2 separate regions of the Mus musculus genome follow, and region 2 is linked to region 1. The links are chromatin contacts, called in public HiChIP or PLAC-seq maps. All regions are on one chromosome and are shown on one strand. The core of a region is the stretch at or near the end of the contact, and the rest is flanking DNA. Distances in the headings are between cores, read along the strand shown. Region 1 has its middle 130 kb from the start of Gm41097. Region 2 overlaps Ptprg (protein tyrosine phosphatase, receptor type, G).

Region 1 (5,525 bases), core at 673-3,172:
AGAGTCCAAAGAAATAGGCCAGAACCTTGGAACTGACTCAGCTCATTATAGGACGAACAAACACTTATATGCTCAGTTCATGTTTCCTTTAGCTATAAATGTGTGATATGAACGTTATCCGATGTCTTAACAATCCACAAGGTTGCCATTGTTGCTAACTTCATCTTATAGATAAGAAGAGAGGTTTCTTGAGTTGGACAGAATCACACAGCTCCTACACAAAGAGACAAGATCTGAACTGCAGAAACAGGGCTCATCATCCCATGACTGAGTGATCTCTATTACTACCAGACAGCATAAACTAGTACATGCAAGTCGTCTCTCTTTATTACCCCGCTTTCTTTACAGTAGCACTGTAAATCGGCCCAGCACAGACTGCCCATATTCCTGTCTCTCCCGTGCAGCATCTGACAGTATGTCTGTGCACCCATCATTGTTTCAGTCAGTGCCGCATCTTACCCAGAAGTGGATCATAGTCGACGAACTGTTGAGTGAGTCTTTTAAATTCCCATCTGATTATGTGGTTATGTGGTATTATGGTATATCATTCTGCCTGCTTGCTGTCACACCCTGTGCTGCTAGGAAGTGTCCATCACATTAAGGACTTACATTTAATTTGGGCTACACTGTCACAGAAAAGAAAGGCTGGGGCTCAATGAGCTTAAAAAAAAAAGACTTCTTGTTTAAAACTTTTCCTGTTTTCCTTGTAGCCTGGTGACAAAATGGAAAAGAAGAGAAATGGAAAAGAAGAGAGCATTGGCTACAGATGTCCCACTTGTAGAGCATGAGGGACATGGCAGTGTCGGCTGGATGCTGTGGGATGGCATAGGAGCCCTGCACTATCACTGGCATTTCTATTAAGTATTATAGATCTTCATACTGAAACAATCCAGAGCTACTGAAACCAGAGCAAGGCCAGGGTACAGTGCTTCACTGTGTGATTTTTTTTTTTTTTTTTTTTAAGGAAGCACAAGTTCTGAAATTTCTCTTGAGGCATCGATTGCTTTAGTTGATCTTCATACCTGCAAAAGGAAAAGAGAAAGTGTTCCTTGTTATTTGGTGGTATGTTAAGTTTAGCTTTTCCCCTTAATTACACTATGTGTTTATGATATAGAGTTAAAACAACACAGAAGCATGTAGAGAAAAATGTGGCTCGGTTCTTTCCATCACTCCCTTCTAACCTCAGTTCCCTGGGGAAATAGGGCCAATGCCTTGGCAGAAAAGCTTCAAATTCCTTTCCTATTTACAGACATCTATTTCTGTACATATACAAGTGAAGACAGATATCGGAATGTTTGGGCGTGCACACCGAGTTATAAAAGCCTAACTTTCATTGAAACAAGGCTTAGAAACACAGCACAAAGAGAGGTAAACTGAAACAAAAGGGTGGATCTCCCATTAGAAACTGGGAGCAAAGCCAAATAATGCCAAGGTGAGAGTAGTCGAGAGGTCAAAATAGCACATTATTTATCACATTCAATGCAAACATGACTCAATAAATGCCCTTTGCATATGTTGCTCCTAATGTGACCATTTCATTTAGAATAATTACATGATCATGCCGCCTCACAAGAATTTGGTCAGTAGTACCCAGGTTTAGATATTTGTGTCACACAATACATAAAAACTGAACAAATATACTGCCTTATCCATTGCTGACCCTAATATGCATATTTCATTTGATATTCTTTATACAATGTTGAATCTCTGTTACACTTTAGTTCTGAATCTTTTCCTTATATGTCCTTTCCTGTATTGCCCCTCTTACACCTAATACCTATTTGTTCTTCAAATGACCAAACATTTGTTACCATCCTTGCAAAAACTTTGATTGTTTTTGCTATTAACTTCAGGTCCTTAGAGGTTGAACTGATGAAAATGTGAAGGGACTCACGCAAACAAAGCTTTTGTTAGGAATCCTCCAAGATCAGACTGGAAGTTCTCCCAACAAAGGGATAGTGGGAGCCACACCTACCATACAAGAAAGAGTCCATCATGAAAATGTAAGAGGGATTTCATATTCAAATCACGCATATTGGACTACCATTAGGTAGTCATCAGTGTTCATGCTTTAAGATTTCAAGTAAGAAATCAAAATGTTCTCCTTGTAACCTGCAAGTTCTAAGGAAAAAGGAAATCAGCATAGTAACAAGATTTGCTACCTTGGGGCCTCCCAGTGGACTCTGGAGGCAATTAAACTCCCTGAAATGGTAAACACAATCAAGCAAATGTTCCTAGGTCATGCACTTGTTTAGGAACAAGGACATGACCTTCAGTTTGGTGCTCCAAAGGATCAAGAACTAGATCACAGAACAGAAAGACAAATGTTTAGAAAAGAGCAGGGATACATTTGCAGCCTAGTGGGTGTGGCTCTTGCCATAGACAGAAGAGTTTGAACAAGCCTGAGTTTCTACTCTATCTTCAGCAGCTTCTCAGTTAATGCTTGACATTAACACACTGCTTTTTGATATTTTTCAGTGAAAGTACATCCCTTTATTGTGGCATGGGTTTGCAGCACAGAGGGGCATAATGAAAAAGGAACAAGAAAAGAACCTCGGCCAGAGGGTTTCCATACAAATGAGGCTTTTACATCAACACATTCTCAAATCTCAGTGCACTACCCCACACTCAGTTAAACACACAAAACGGCACTGCAAACTCCTCTTATCCCTCTTTCTGTTGGTATGTGCTTCTGTAGAGCTGATATGAGTGAACCTTATAATAAAACATGCTAGACATAGGCCTTCAGCTCAGAAGATATTATCAAGAACGATTCCTGACTACAATACCCAACCCTGAAAGAAGCCCAGTGTATGGAGCTCATTATTTCTGAAACTTGACAAGCCCTAAAAAATAAATCAAGTGCTAACTTGAATTACAAGTGATTTTTCACCAAATATGGGTTTGAGTAACAGACTATGCTCTCGACAATTACAACCCCATATTGAGATGAAGTTGAACCTCACACTGTTTAGGCAGGTGTCAATTCAAATGATGGAAGCAATTACTATGTTGTAAGCTTAGAAGCAAATTCAGAATTTCCTGGGAATCACAACTGGTCTTTAGTCCCAAGCTTGTCACTTAAAGGTAGGTGACCCTGGGAAAATCAGCTGATGTGATTTTCCTCATTTGCAAAGTAAGTGGATTGGATGCTTTCTCCACTCATTCCCTTCCAGACACAGCAGTTGATAACTCAAGTGTTACTTGTAAGACACCAAAAGGGTTAGGAGATTTCTGATGGGCAGAGACGACTAAGGAAAGAAATGTATCTACATTTAAGAGCCTAATCCCTGAAAACTCATACTGGACTTTGAATATGTAAGGTAGTTCTTATGCCTTATTAGAGACATGTAGAGATATTATCTTAGGGGACTTAAAGCTCACATTTAAGCTATAGGTTTCTTTGACTTAAAGATACACAGAGACACATAAACACATACCTAAGTAAGATGGAATCAACATTCAAAAGTTATCTGGGTTTTCTTGATTTCCCAGAACCAGAAATCCCTTTTAAGAGTTGCTCTTTGTACTGGCTGTGGTGGCACACACCTTTAATCTCAGATCGAAGGAAACAGAACCAGACAGAGCTCAGTGAGTTTTATGCTTCCCTGGTCTACGTAGTGAGTTCTAGCCAACAAGAATGTATAGGAATAGATTGCTTTCAAAAAAAATCAATAAAATTTCTCTTAGTATGTAACAATTCTTAGCAGTACCCTATTATGACTGCCAGCTCCTTGCTGACAGATCCAGGTGAAAGGAGAGAGGCCCTGTCCCACCAGGATTTTTCCAAGGTTGATCAGGATGGCAAGTGTTGATGGCCCAAAAGAAACACACAGAACCAGGAGTCTTGTCAAAGCAGGAACTCAACTTTATGGCATCAGCCTCTCACTTACATAAGTTCAGAATATGGGGAGGGGGATTTTTGGTGAGATAAGATGATGCAGGAGGCAGGGAAGAGTGACAGAGTGTATGGAGTGACTGACAGGGCCATAGCAAAGCTCTATATCAGCAATGGTGGGGCAGAGGCCGGACCAAACAGGCCGTGCTGATTCACCCGGATATGGAAGTGACTGAGACAGGTCTCAAAACTTGAGGCAGGCTTAGGCTCTCCCACAAGGCCACAGAAACTTGAGTCAGGCTCAGGTTTTTCCTTAAGGCCCAAACCAGGGCCAAAATGGAGCTCAACAATGACAATCTAGGGCAATTGTTCTTAATCTAGGATTAAAAGCAAGAATAGAGATCTCAGCAAAGTTGGTCTTGAAGCTTGACATGTCTAGAAGAAGATTGTAACTAGACACTCTCATCTTTAACCAATGCTTGAAAAACAGAGAAATATCATTGGTCTCGCTAGTGCTAGTAATCCCAGGAAAACAAAAGGAATTCCAAATGCCTTTGGCATGATAAACATTTCTTCCTAGGCAGATGAAATGGTAAACCTCACTGAAGGAATGACCATTTCTTCCCAAAGGAATTACTGCAACGGCATCTTATGGGTATCTTATGCAGTATCTTATCTTGCTAAGGATTCAGGGTCTTCCAGCATCAATCATCAGGAAGAAAATATGTTAAAACCAAGGCCAAAGGTTTTCTGTATCAGCAACTCCATTCCATTCAGACACCCCATATCTATTGCTGCCAGAGATTAGCATTCTTTCTTAAAAAGATGGTCACTTTCTTATCTACTAACCTAAGTAGCATCAGGTAATCTTTCTGTATCCTTTGGCAATTAAGTACTGCCTGAGAATCTCAATTCTCCATCAGGGCATTTAGTCAATTACCCCGTGATATGCAGCCAAATTCTCTTTCTGAGAAACACAAACCTTAAGTAAAGTAAAATAAATTGGTGTTGATCCACCACACTGATTTATTCTCAGTGCCTCCACATCTTGTATTCAATCAAATTTAAGGACCTACTACATGCTAGGTGGCTTTATGGGTGATCATGATACATGGAAGATAAAACACTACATCTGACACCCATCACTACTGAAGTTAAACTGTTTGAGAAAAGCAAAACAAGTATCTCTCTTTTGGTCTCATTTTGGTAAAAATGGTGGTTCATCATATTCAAAAGTAGAGACTCCAGTATTGTTTCTTACTTTTAATAATCAGTTTTTAAAATTTATTTAAATTATTTACTAATTTACCTAGTCCACCCCAGTGTTTGATCTTAATTACTTCTGCAAAAGCTCCATCTCCAAATACAGTCATAGTTAGAGTTAGAGTACCATTGTATAAATAGAAGAAGCAATGTAGTCCATCCCAGACATTCCCCATGGGGCTGGGCATATTAGTTACTACTGAGTGACTATTCACTACCATCTCCACTGGTTTATACATTGTGTTGCTTTATAGCAGTAGGAATTAAGAATTCTTTTCCTTCAAACTCAAGGAAAGTTAGGTAGTGAAAATGAGAGAGTGGAGGAGGAATGCTGGAGAAATGGCTCAGGAGTTTAGAGCACTTTTTGCTCCCAACATCTACACGGTAGTTCACAACATTCAAAACTCCAGTTCCAGGAGATCTG
Region 2 (5,483 bases), core at 63-2,562, 2.2 Mb before region 1:
CTATCTAGTTACAGGTGGTGTAAGCTACAGTGTAGGGACATGAGGCTAAACCCAGGTCCTCTGGAAGAGCAGTAAGTGCTCATAACCACTGAGCCAGCTCTCCAGCCCCATCAGTACGTTTCTAAAAAGAAAGGAAAAACAAAGGTCAGATCAGCCATGGACAGTATGCCTACCATGCACAGGCCCTGGGTTCATTCCCCAGTACCGGGCATGGGAGGGGTGCGGACACATTTATAGCCATCCTGGACCCACTCACTAGGAGAGAAGAGAGAGCAATAATGATACCAGAGAGAGAGGACTCCTTTTTTACAAGGTTGTTTTTATTGTTTGTATTGTTTATTGTTTTATTGTATGTATGAGGGGGTCAATGCATACTGTGTGTAGGTACCGATGGAGACCTGAAGCCCTGCAGCTGGACTTGCAACCTATTGTGTGTGCTTGGATTCAAACTCTAACCCTTGGCCGAAGCAGTATGGGTTTTAACCTTTGAACCATCTCTCCACCCCCAGGGAGAATACTTATTTCTTTTCAGTCTAAAGAATGAACCTAGGACTTCAAGGACGCTGGGTAAGAGTTCTACCATGGAACAACACCTCCGGCCCTCTTTTTATCTTCTGAGGAAAAGTCTCACTAAGTTTGCCATGCTCCCGGCTTAGCTTCACCTCACTAGGATTACAGGCCTGTACTACCAAGCCAGTCCCCTGCCCCAGAGACCACCCCACCCAGAAACACCCTATAGCAAGAAAGCCAACCCAGGAAAAGGTTAGCAGGCACTGTGCCCCACAGAGTGCATAGGACACAAAGGTCACAACCCTCCCGAGGTTCCAGTGAACTTTAAAACTGCAAAAGAATCTTAGAAATGGTTTAGCTAAAGATGAGAAAAATAAACTCAAAAGACATCAAAGTGTAGGCTGAGGATGTGGTGCAGCCAATAGAACTCCCACTTGAATCGCGTCATGGATTCAAGTCTCAACACAACTCTTATGGCTAAAAGATAGAAGATCAGGAGTTCAAGGCCAACTTGGGTTACATGAGATCCTTCCCACCACCCACAAAGGAAAGGAAAGAAGGAAGAAAATAAATGTCTTGAGTAGGATCCCACAGCTGGTAAGTAGGATCCTTACAGCTAGTTTTACACTCCAGAAGAAAAATCCCAGAACCCACATTATCTCCTGCCAAGTCCAACTAATTCCCTCAGCCCCGTTCCCCAAGCCTGGGTGACTCAGAACCTACAGCCCACCACTGTGAGGTGTAGGATAATGAAAGGCACAGTAGTCAAAGCTCCAGCTGGTTCTCAAATTACAAAAAGAGCTGGGTGTGGTGGCAGATACCTACAGTGCCAGCATTCACTCAGGAGGAGGCTGAGTCAGGAGGATCACAGCTTAGGGCTGGCTAAGTCTCCTAGGCAAGGTCCACTCTCAACTACAAAACAGATCTCGAATTACAAACTGTAGTGGTTTGAATAAAATGGCCTCCCTGTAGGTCTAAAAGCATTCACTTCTCCTGCCAACAGAATAAGACCTAGACTCTCTGCTCCTTCTCCAGCACCATGACTGCCTATATGCCACCTTGCTTCCCACCATGATGAGGATGGACTAGACCTCTGAAGTGTAAGCCAGCCCCCAAATAAATGCTCTTCTTTATAAAAGTTGCCATGCTCAATGTATAAACAATAAAACCCTAACTAAGACACAAACCAAATGATTTTATATTATTTACATAATTTACATTACCACCAACAAATTCAGAGACACTATGCACTCTATCCAAATAACTAAAGCTTTCAACCGTGCCAAAGGCAGGAAACCCCTGCAGTATACTCTTAACTCCTGAGCCTTCTCTAGGCCATCATCTTGACAATTCTTAAAAATCTTAAAATGACTATCTAGAAGGATTGGGAGTGTGGCTCAGTTGGGGAAGTGTTTGCCTTCCATGCTAGAAGACATGAGTCTGATCCCCGGAATTCTAGTACACAAGATGTCCATGGTCTTACAAGCTTGTGAACTCAAGTGCTTGGGAGGTGGAGTCAGGTGGCTCCCTGATTCTCCCTGGCCTAGTCTAGTGGACAAGCTGCAAGCTAAGGAGAGACCTTATCTCAAAAACAAGGTAGATACTGGGCAGTGGTGGTGCATGCCTTTAATCCCAGCACTTGGGAGGCAGAGACAGGTGGATTTCTGAGTTCGAGGCCAGCCTGGTCTACAGAGTGAGTTCCAGGACAGCCAGGGCTACACAGAGAAACCCTGTCTCGAAAAAACAAAAAAACAAAACAAACAAAAAAAAGGTAGATAATGCCTAAGGAGTAGCATGAAAGGATGACCTCTGACCTCCACTTGCACTGCGCGCGCGCGCGCGCGCGCGCGCGCGCGCACACACACACACACACACACACACACACACGGGCACACACGGGCACACACGGGCACACGCCATGCACAAATACACACACACTAAATAAATACATGATTTAAGTTAGGAAAGATCTTGAAAGATAACAGTATTTCCTCACTCATCTAGACTCTGTTCCTAGGCCTGGTAAAATGCTAATGGCTGTGTCCTTCATGCAAATCCATCCAGATAAATGTACCGATCTGATTTAAGCTGCTGAAGACTTTATGAGGCAGTCGGCATGAGAAACCAGACAGCTTTTGGAGTCACATAGTAACTGATAGGAATTCCTCAAAAGTATATACCCACTGCCTGATCCAGCAGCCTGCCTCTTTGCTCGTCAGAAACATAGTATCACAGGCCCAAAATAAGAGCACTTGTCCTATTTCCTGAGGAAGTGTTACATATTCCATGAACTGTGCTTTAGTTTCTTCTTTTTTAGTTGTTAGATTTCAGCAGCCAACTGTGTCACTTTGCTACTCCCCCAAAATAGCTCAAGTTTAAAATCACATTTTGTTGTTTGGCCAGAAAACCACTGTGCTGTGCTGACTTGGGCCTTCGGAACTGGGGGGAGAGGGCAGGAGCTGTGGCTGGCATGGTATCTCCTGCACAACATCCAAGTCTGCTAAAGTGCAACCTGGGTGCAAAAGGAGAGCAAATACCTCAATACCACTGCTGGCACCCTCTTAATCCATCCCACTAAAACCCAAAGACAGTTACAGAGCAAGAAGCACACGATAAGAGCTCACGGAGGGGGTGGAGCAAAGGTTCAGTCAGTGATGTGTCTGTCTGACGCAACCATGAAGACCGGAGTTTGGAATCCCAGGATCCATATGAAAAGCCTGCCTCTGTGGCCCAAATCTGTAATACCAATCCTGGTGAGGCCAAATCAGGAGAGCCCCAGGTTCACCAAGAAACCCGGTCCCAATTATAAAGCTGAGAATAATTGAGCCAACACCCCACATCAACATCTGTCTGCAGCGGGCTCACACTGACCCCCCAGGGTGCATGTAAGCCACTCCTTGTCTTTCAAGGATCAGAAAGATTGATATCTCGGGCCTCCAGGAAGTTTAGCCATCAGAGTGTGGACAAAGACCATCTCAGATTTCAGCACTTGCATGTCAAAGAAAGCAGGCACCTAACTAAAGAGTCCTCCTTTTCCGGCCCAGTTTTCTCCTCCCATTCCTATGTAAACTCTCACATGCATAAAAGGAAAATGGTTGATTTATTGGGTTATTATTTACTATGCACAGTGCTACAGCCTTGAGCACCGTTTTCCCCTCACACTTCACAAAGACTTTAGGAGACATGATACTAACACTATTCCTTCTCATAAATGGAGAGAGAGGAATAAGGCAGAGAAAAAGAAAACGGACTTGCTTAGGGCACCACCGCTAGCAATGGCAGAGGCACATTGTCTCTGGATGACAAATTTCTACCAACTTCCCTATATTCTTGTACAACCCAGGTTAGGGAATAAATGATGCTAACAACAACAATAAACCATTAACAAGTTCCAGGCTTCTAAAAGCTCTCTCCCTTTGTATGTATGGTTAAACAGTACAGTAGCTTTCACTGAATGACTGACAGGAAGGAAAGTTCTCAAGCAAAGTGAGTTGCCTCCTACGGCTGACCCCAAGAAGAGCAGTCATTGCCCAGGCCCAGAGAAAGCAGGCACATGCAGCAATCAGCCCGAGTTCCTCATCATCATCCCTTCATGCAGATTTTCTGAAATGTTTTTAATATTAGTCCCATCTAGCACACTCGTCATAAAACCCTCAAGCTTACACAGACCTGGAGACATCATACATCAAAATGGTTTGTTTTTTTTTTCCTGTCAAAACACCAAACATTTTGCTACAACTGATACTAAGTAAAACACCCCCTGCAAGGCTAGGTGTCCCTAAAGGATGCTCAACCTTCCACCAATACTTAAAACTGCACTGCACAGCCACCACTGAGAAAGCTAAGAATCCACTTCCCAGCTGGACATTGTGCTACACAGGCAGTGGCAGGTGGATCTTTATGTTTGTTGCCAACTTGGTCTACATATTACAAGTTCCAGGCCTGAGTTAATGCAATGAGCCCCTGTCCAAACAAAACAAAACAAAAGTCCTTTCCACGGTATGAGTGAACCATGAATCTGTTGCGCTCACGCGCACCACGCACAAACGCACGCACGCACGCACGCACGCGTGAGTATACCAGGGTCTATTTACTGTAAGGTAGCTTCAATCTTGCAGTGTACCTGTGGATGACCTTGAACTTCTCACACACACACACACACACACACACACACACACACACACATACACACATACACACACACACACACACACACACATACACACATACACACACACACACACACACACACATACACACATACACACACACATACACACACACACACACATACACACACACACACACACACACACACATACACACACACACACTTGCCTCCACCTCCCAAGTGCACCATGCCTAGATTATGCAAGCTGGGGTCCAAGCCCCGCTTCCCGAATGCCAGGCCAGCTCTCTATCAACTGAACTACATTTCAAGCCCACCTAGGTCTTTGCTCAAAGTATAATTCATCTACTCTTGCTACAAGATACTAATCTTTTAAAGAGATTACTATTTATCTAGTTCTGAGACTTTGGAACCAAAGAACTCAAAAACTGGAGGGAAAGGACTGTAATAAATACAGGATTTTGAAACATTCTTACCTTTTTTAGATTTTCTTTTTCAACACTAGGAATCAAACTTAAAACCCAAAGCCACAATGACACCCTTTTTTATGTACAATACCACATAAATGCAATATCAAAAATAATTTAAAATGAAATTGATATCAAGTAGTCTTTCACAAAGGGACACTTGATTCTGATGGCACAGAGAACTGTCATGAAGTTCTCAGCCAGCAACATGGCTGATCTCATTTCTGAGACTAGAAACAGAACTGTTCTGTTTGGTTTTGTTTTGTTTTGTTTGCTTTGCTTTGCTTTGTTTTGTTTTCGAGACAGGGTTTCTCTGTGTAAAAGAGCCCACCCAACCTGGAACTCAGCTTGTAGACCAGGCTGACCTTGAACTCACA

What was found. HiChIP or PLAC-seq counts read pairs in DNA pulled down with a chosen protein or histone mark.
Region 2: an H3K27ac HiChIP or PLAC-seq map of embryonic stem cells shows a contact between it and region 1, with 7 times the contacts expected there. The contact joins two enhancer-like sites. A contact is called at or near these places in 1 of 39 promoter capture datasets (pre-B cells) and 2 of 115 datasets of contacts at active chromatin or transcription factors (both in embryonic stem cells).

The regions. Positions count from the first base shown.
Region 1 is chr14:9,315,723-9,321,247 of GRCm38.p6, reverse strand. No RefSeq gene overlaps it. Among named protein-coding and RNA genes, the nearest start is that of Gm41097, 130 kb to the left of the region's middle. Within about 2 kb of position 1,922, at least 34 of the 459 cell types and tissues checked have an H3K27ac peak or open chromatin away from gene starts, as enhancers often do. A contact at or near this core is called in embryonic stem cells, where this site is marked.
Region 2 is chr14:11,558,875-11,564,357 of GRCm38.p6, reverse strand. All of the region lies in intron 1 of Ptprg (protein tyrosine phosphatase, receptor type, G), which reads right to left. Among named protein-coding and RNA genes, the nearest start is that of Ptprg, 8.1 kb to the right of the region's middle. Within about 2 kb of position 1,312, at least 18 of the 459 cell types and tissues checked have an H3K27ac peak or open chromatin away from gene starts, as enhancers often do. A contact at or near this core is called in embryonic stem cells, where this site is marked.